2 separate regions of the Mus musculus genome follow, and region 1 is linked to region 2. The links are chromatin contacts, called in public HiChIP or PLAC-seq maps. All regions are on one chromosome and are shown on one strand. Each heading gives the region's core, a stretch centred on a gene start, on an enhancer-like site or on the middle of the called end of the contact. The rest is flanking DNA. Distances are from core to core; before and after follow the strand shown. Region 1 holds the start of Stimate (STIM activating enhancer). Region 2 overlaps Sfmbt1 (Scm-like with four mbt domains 1).

Region 1 (3,834 bases), core at 122-2,621, 64 kb after region 2:
ACGGTAAGAGAAAGGCTGCAGAATTGCATTTCCTATGGATTGCAGAGTCTATATCCCTGTTAAATAAAACAAACAAACTTTGGAAAGCATTTAGTCCTCTTTGATAATTAGAACTTCTTGAGGAAATGTCTTTAAAGTTAGTATTTATTGTTCCAAAAAGATACCTTGATGTAGGTTAGACCTGTACCATGCACATGCCCATTGACATGCAGCAGACAAGTCAGAGCTCTAGGGCACCAGCAAGAGGTGTCTAGAGAGACAGCAGAGATGTCTAGGGGTCTGGGTAGTAAGACAAACTTAAATTGGAGTCTGTGCACACCGGTGGTTTGGAGGTAAAAAAAAAAAAAAAAAGAAAGAAAAGAAACCAGACTGGGTGTGGTGGCATATGCCTTTAGAGAAAGTCGGGCAGATTCTGGGCTACATAATGAGTTCCAGATGCTGTCTCAAAACAAAATCCGTTCTATTTGTAGTTGTATCTCAGAAGTGAACAGAGCAAGGACTTGTGCATGTTGACTTTGCACTTAAACTCACCCTTTTTATAAAGCGAAAAGTGGCTGGATTGAAGTAACCATTTAAAGTGGGGGTGGGGGACAAGTGTAGTGGCACTTAACTGCAGTCCTAGCTACCTCGGAGGCTGAGGTGGAAAGATCATTTTTTTTGTCCAAAGGTTCAGATTAGCCTGGACAATTCAACAAGACCAATCTCAAGCAAAGTAGCAAAACCAGACAGACTGGTGTCACAGACCTACCTATAATTCACTTAGAGTGCGTGAGTGTGAAGATCAGGAGTTCAAGGCCATCATTGTTTCTAGGTCCTTGTTTTAAGTTTGAGGACAGGCAGGGTTAAGAAAGTGCCTGTTTCAAAACAAAACCCCCACAAATTATGTTTGGGAACAGGGATTCACCCTGGAGCTTTGAATAGTGAGTTGAATCCTCTGGCTTTTGACCATGAAAGTAGAACACTCAATCCCTGGCGTGGGAAGAAGACCTCAGACGGCTGAGACTATTGTACTCAATACCGTGCCTTAGCATAATGTTGCCTCAGGTTCTGGACTCCACTTCCGAAGTAGTGAACCGAATCTGAGGGCAGAATGTAGGAGTATTCTTAGGAAATTGTCCAGGGCATTTATAGATTTGCCTTGGAGGGGAAAGGGATTTAGCAACAGACTCCATCACTGTCCCTGACACTGCTCTCATGACCTAGAACACAGGGCTCTGGGGATTCCTTTTACACAGTCTGGCTCACCTGCTCTACCTACCTGCAGAGATTCTCCTCCAGCCCCGCCCCTAGCCCTGGCTAGAGCCCCGCCCCGGAGGGAATCGAAGCCCGCCTCACGCCTGGCTCAACCAATCAAGCTCTACGATCTCGGACGTCGGGTTACGCGCGGCGCGGAGGCGGCCGCGGGCTGAGATACCGGCACCCAGCTCCAGGTCCGGGGTCGCGGCTGGGCAGCGCGACCCGGGCTGCAGCGAGGCCGGCGGCCCCTCGCGCCCTCCCGTCAGGCCGCCATGCAAGGCCCGGGAGGGAACGTGAGCCGCGGATTGCCGAGCGGGCCGGCCTCCACGGTCGCGTCCGGGGCGGGCCGCTGTGAGAGCGGCGCGCTCATGCACAGTTTCGGCATCTTCCTGCAGGGGCTGCTCGGCGTCGTGGCCTTCAGCACATTGATGCGTGAGTCCGGGACCCCAGCCCCTCCCCGTCCCCACGTCGACCGCCGCAGTCCCAGCCCCACCCCGGGGACCCTCCTGCCCTTAGAGTTCCGGCCTGGGCACCGGGCCCTTGGGCTGCGGTGCCTCCCTCTCCCGCGAGACGGTGCTGGTTATTCGAGACTAGAAGGGAGTCCGGGACCCTGGGCTGAGAGCTTTTGGCCAGGAGTGACCCTGCCCCTCACCACCTCCACCTTAGACCTGTCTCTTGTCTGATGTCAGCCTAAATCTGGTCCCCTCCCACTTTGCCGTCGCAAATTAAGGTTACCTCACTTTTCGGTATGGACCGAGATTACCCCCCCCCCCCCATAGCTTCTTCTCAGGGGCTCCTCGTAGCCTTCCTCCCCTTGGCTCTTAGACCCCCACACCCTTAAGTGTCTGCTAGCCTAATGCTGGGCTCCTCTCTGAACCTTCACTCCCAGTGTTTGCCCTCTCTGTTGGGTGTGGGGAGACTCACCCACACCCACCTGTAGTGTTAGGGCAGTGCAGTCGGTGCTCCCACATTGCTGCGCGACCCCCAGCCCTACTCCCTCTATTGTTCAGGGAAGATCCTCTCTGACTGCCGCGGTACCCACATCCCAGCCTCCCTTTTCACCTGTTCAGCTCTGTCCTGAGCTTTCCCAATTAAGTTGTATCTGAAGTTTCCGCTTGCTGTTCTTCCAAACCACGTTTGTTATTTACATTTTTAAATTTCCTCTTTTTTCGTGAAACTCTGACAACCCTCCTGGTTGACTTGATGGAGGAGGCTAGAGGCTCCGGGAAAGTCTCAGAGGCACTTCTTGGGGAGTTTTATAGTAAAGAAGGAAGTCACAGATGGCCCTTGTTGCCCAATGGGGGTTGGAGGAAGGGTCATATTTGCCCTTGGGTTGGGAGGTTGTGCTGTTTCTCTGATGGGCACATACACACACACAGACACTAAAGGATGGAGTTCTCTTGGCACGTAGACCTGAGAGTGTCCCTGTGATGTGTTAGAGAGGAGTTATAACTAAGCTATTATATAGAGGCATTAATTCCAAAACTGACATGTTTTCACAACTGTGCTCTGTGGGCAGAATGGGGAGTTCCAGCAGGATGTAGTCTTCACTGGGGGTGGGGGTGTCCTGCTGCAGCTCTGAATGCAGATGCAGTAGGGTTATCCTTGCTTATTTATAACAAGAGGTTTCTTTGGGCAAACTCGCCCAGGCTTCAAGCGACCCTGGATAGCCCCTGATTCTGACCACTATTTCTTTATGGCTGCTTGGTTTTGAACAAGAAGTGCCCAACTTGCCACTGCTTCTTTGCCATTTTCTCTGCTGAAACTAATGTGTAGTTGTTCTCAAAATGATAGTTTGTGACAACTTAACCAGAATCGGTTGCTGACAGGTGCAGATTCTTTTGTGCCTGTGTTTTCAGGATACTATGAATGGGCTTCTGCTCCTTCCCACTCTTCTCTCCTCCAGCCACTGTCTTTTTTCAAGAAACTATAGGCTTCATTTTTATTATGCAAAACCTGGGATTTTGTAGTGTGGAGCTGACTGTTCTCATGGATTTGATTTGTGTGACTCCCAGGCTCACTTGTGATTCAGAGAGGGACATGCCATTATGTCAGGACAGAGTTGCTCACCGATGAGAATTGTCAGGGTAGATTTGTTCAGAGTGGTGGTACTGGCCCTGCAAGTCTTCGGGGACTCACTTCCTCACTGAATCTTCAGTGTGAGTTTATGCACACATCCCAGGGTTGCTAAGGACTTCCTGCGAGCATATATTAAGTGAGAAAGTCCATTCCTGTGCAGAGGAAGGCTCGATATGGAAGGGCTTCATGATCATGGCAGAAGGCCCTGGGCCAGTGAGTGGTAGTGTTATGTACAAGAGATGAGATGGCCACAACTGGGTCTATCCTGTAGAGCAAGCCAAGGTGGCAGGACTTTTGTACTAGATCAGGAGGCCTCCTGGGCTGCAGCCCATTTGGGAAGCACCTTTCATATGGCTTAGATTTCTTGGTCCTGTTGAAACAGAACTATAGGGCTTTTCCCTTTTGAATAGCCAGGAGGAGGGAGGAGGGAGGAATTCTTTTTTGGTTTTGGGGTTTGGGTTTTGTTTTCTTGTGTTTTTTGTTTGTTTGTTTGTTTGTTTTGTTTTGTTTTGTTGGTTT
Region 2 (3,738 bases), core at 746-3,245:
TTCCAGGCCAGGCTAGCTAGAGCTGCACAGTGAGAGCCTGTCTAAAAAGAAAACAGCAATAAAAACAACAATGGATGTTACTGTTATTGGCTTCCTTAAATAAAACTTATTTTTTGAAAAATATGGTCATATCAACTGTAGGAGATTTACTATTTCTCTAGTGTACAAAATAGGATAAATAAGTGACCTGAAAATGTATGCCATCTTTTAATATAGTTAAAGGAAATTTCAAAATCATAATTTAATAATCTTGGTAACTGCATAGAAGTAGGTACTAATTAGTAATTGCTGTGGAAATGATTGTAGTCATACTTAATAATTGTAAATCTGGGACTTATAAACTGATCACAACTAGATTTCCAATATTATTATTGTATAGTTAATATAGTATTTATGCCTGAGATTTTTGAATATATATTAAGGCTTAGAAAAATTGACATTAAATGGCCTTTATTAGAATTTTATTTCAAAATTGAGGCATAAAAAGGTAATATAGGGGCTGGAAAGATGGCTTAGCAGTTAAGAGCACTGACTTCTCTCCCAGAGGACTCAGATTTGCTTCCCAGCACCCATGTGGCAGGTTATAAATGTTTGCAAGTCCAGTTGCAGGATATAAAGTGCTTCCTTCTGCCCTCTGAGGGCCCTGAACCAAAAGTAGTGCTCACTCTGTAGACATATGTGCAAGCAAAACACCTGTACACATAAAGTAAAAATAACCTGTTTTTAAAGTTAGTGTAAATGAATGATAGCATGGGGAAATACCTTCAGGACTGGTCAGTACATGTAGAGAGAGAGAAATGTAAGGTGGGATTGAAGCTCACAGGAAAGCTGCAAGGTGAAAAGCCCAGAGCGCCCTCCTCCCCAAGATCAACCCTGTTCTAGATTAAAAGGGGGGGGGGGCGCTTTATTATACTCGGGTGAAGCTTAGCATATGAAAATAACATAAACCAAAAATTAACACATATACATAGGTATAATTACATTTCTGTTACCTGGCAACGTTTCCTCGAAAGCCTAAGGAACCAAGATTTAATAGTGATGAAAGCAGACAGGCATGTGCCCCTAGTTTCTGGGTAATGGGTGCTCTCTTGCCAGAGCCACTCATCTCTAACAGTTCCAGTCTTTGCCACAGTTCCATCCTTTCAGTTGTTTAGACCCAAGCTTACCTCATGAATCTGTGCTCCTCTCACCAGGACTCTTCCAGTACCTTTAAAATTGATCTTTGTTTCTGCTTTTGCTTATAGTCTGATTCAGTGCTGTTCAACATAGCCACAGAGTGACCCTTTAAAAAGTCAGGTTATGTCCATCTTCTGCTCATAGTTCACCAGTGTCTTCCCAAAGCCAAAATCTTCACAGCAGCCTACACGTGTTCTTTTCGGGATACAGCATTGACTTTTTTCTTTTTTCTTTTTGAGGCAGGGTCTCACAAACGTAGCGTTGGTTGTCCTTGCATCTCACTACGTAGACCAGGCTAACATTGAACTCACAGAGATCCTTCTGCCTCTGCCTCCCAAATGCCTCCCAAGTGCGTGTGCCACTAGGACCAGCATTATACATGTGTTCTTATGTAATGTGATTCCCTGAAAACTTCTTGAGTTCATTTCCTAGTGACTTTATCATTCTTTTCCAAATACAGTGGCCTCTAACATTACACAGCCTCCTGAGTCAGGGTCTTGTACTTCCTGTTTCTGCAGCTGTCTATATGGTTTGTTTCCTTACTTCCCCTCAGTTGTTGGCTCATGTCTTCTACATTAAGACCTTGATCACTCAACTGAAAGTAGTACTTCCTGCCTCTTATAGCTTTTCCAGTAACATTTTTTCATCAAATGTATTATAGGGGTTATCTACCATTTACTTATTCTGCATTGTAGAATAATGAGGTAGGTTTTTTCTTATTTTTTATCCCAGAATATTCCTTTACCTAGAGTATGATATGTCAGTTAATCTGTACTAAGCAAATAATTAATGAGTAAATAAGAAAGAATTCTGGGGGGATGGAGAGATGGCTCAGAGATTACTGACTGCTCTTCCAAAGGTCCTGAGTTCGGTTCCGAGCAACCACATGGTGACTCAAAACCATTTATGATGGGATCTGATGCCCTTTTCTGGTGGGTCCAAAGACACCTACAATGTACTCATATAAAATCAATCAATCAATCAATCAATCAATCAATCAATATAATCTTCTTTGAAAAAGCTTTTGCCCTTTGTTTAACTAAACAATTTTACCGTGTATGTGCCTTTAATCCCAGCACTTGGGAGGCAGAGGCAGGCGGATTTCTGAGTTCGAGGCCAGCCTGGTCTACAAAGTGAGTTCCAGGACAGCCAGGGCGTTACAGAGAAACCTGTCTCAAAAAATGAAAACAAAACAAAACAAAAAAAACCAACCAAACAAAAGAATTCTGTAGCAGCTTATACTATCGTTGCTATTACTGTATAGAGCTTCCCTCCCTCCCTCCCCCAAGACAAAGCTGCTCTGTAGCCCTGGCTGTCCTGGAACTCACTCTGGAGATCAGGCTGGTCTCAAACTCACAGAGATCCACGTGACTCTGCCTCCTGAGTGCTGGGATTAAACATGTGCCGCCACCACCGCCTGTCAAGCTTTCTTAAATAAGTGATGTTAGTGGTTCATACAAATTCAGAGAAAGATAGTATTGACTTTAAATACTATTTACTAATGCTGGGACCACACAGGTTCAGGTATTGAACATATGGTCCCCAGTTGATAGCACTACTCAGGGAGTTATACAGCCTTGTTTGAGAGGTAGTGTCTCTGGGGATGGGTGGGCTTTGAGAGTCTATAGCCTCGCCTCACTTCCATTTCCAGTTTATGTTTGTTCTCTGTCTCTGTGTCCACCATGTTGTGAGCTCCCCCATCCTCCCCAGACTGCTGCTTGTAGTACAAAATGATCATTCAAGTTCTACTCCTGCCACCATGCTGCTATGACTCCCCTCCATAATGGCCTCTTATCTCCCTGGGACCGTAAGCCCAGATAAACTCAGCCTTCTATAAGTTAGCTTCATTATAGTATTTTATCACAGCAACAAAAAGTAAGAATACAGACGTTTCAGTACTAGTTTTCTTCTTTGTTACTCTGATAAAACCTTGACCAAAATCATTATGGGGGAAAGGAATTAGTTTGACTTGCACATCACAGTACATCATTGAGAGAAGTCAGGGCAAGAATTCAAGTAGGAACCTGGAGGCAGGAGCTGACGTAGAGACCATGGCAGAATGCTTATTACTAACTTGCCCCTTGTGCTTGCTCAGCTTGTTTTCTTAAACAACCAGGCCCACCTGCACAGGGTTAGTACTGCCCACAGTAGGCTGAGCCCTCCAACGTTAATCATCAATCAAGAAAATGCCCCACCATGCCTACAGGCCAATCTTATGGAATCAGTTCCTCAATTGAGGTTTCTTTTCTTGGGTGATTTTAGTTTGTGTCAAGTTGACAAAATTCAACTAACAGACTCCTTTAGTATAAGTACTATTTTTAAAACGCTTTAGAGCTTTTGTCATGAGATTCAGTTAAACAGAGGCTGAGGAGATGGCGTGGTCTATAAAGGAATTGATTTACAAGGACCTGAGGTCAGATCCCTAATGCCCCATGCTTTAAAAAAAAAAAAAAAAAAAAAAAAAAAAAGCCAAGTGCAATGGTCCAAATCTGTAATCACCACACTGGAGGAGCAGGCACAGGGGTGTCAGTCTAGCCATGTAGTACGTTCTGTAGTGGTTGT

What was found. HiChIP or PLAC-seq counts read pairs in DNA pulled down with a chosen protein or histone mark.
Region 1: an H3K4me3 HiChIP or PLAC-seq map of the 230-238 cell line shows a contact between it and region 2, with 36 read pairs. The contact joins the promoter of Stimate here to the enhancer-like site in region 2. A contact is called at or near these places in 5 of 39 promoter capture datasets (the 3T3-L1 cell line, the C10 cell line, embryonic stem cells and 2 more), 2 of 484 Hi-C or Micro-C datasets (germline stem cells and nephron progenitors), 6 of 115 datasets of contacts at active chromatin or transcription factors (the 230-238 cell line, the HPC-7 cell line, the SCID.adh cell line and 1 more) and 2 of 9 other capture datasets (adipose tissue and macrophages).

Annotation. Positions count from the first base shown.
Region 1 is chr14:30,824,223-30,828,056 of GRCm38.p6, forward strand. Stimate (STIM activating enhancer) reads left to right here and starts at 1,372. Exons shown (of 8, transcript NM_028839.4): 1 at 1,372-1,668. The coding sequence starts at 1,509.
Region 2 is chr14:30,759,741-30,763,478 of GRCm38.p6, forward strand. All of the region lies in intron 1 of Sfmbt1 (Scm-like with four mbt domains 1), which reads left to right. Among named protein-coding and RNA genes, the nearest start is that of 1700087M22Rik, 16 kb to the right of the region's middle. Within about 2 kb of position 1,996, at least 31 of the 459 cell types and tissues checked have an H3K27ac peak or open chromatin away from gene starts, as enhancers often do. A contact at or near this core is called in the 230-238 cell line and the HPC-7 cell line, where this site is marked.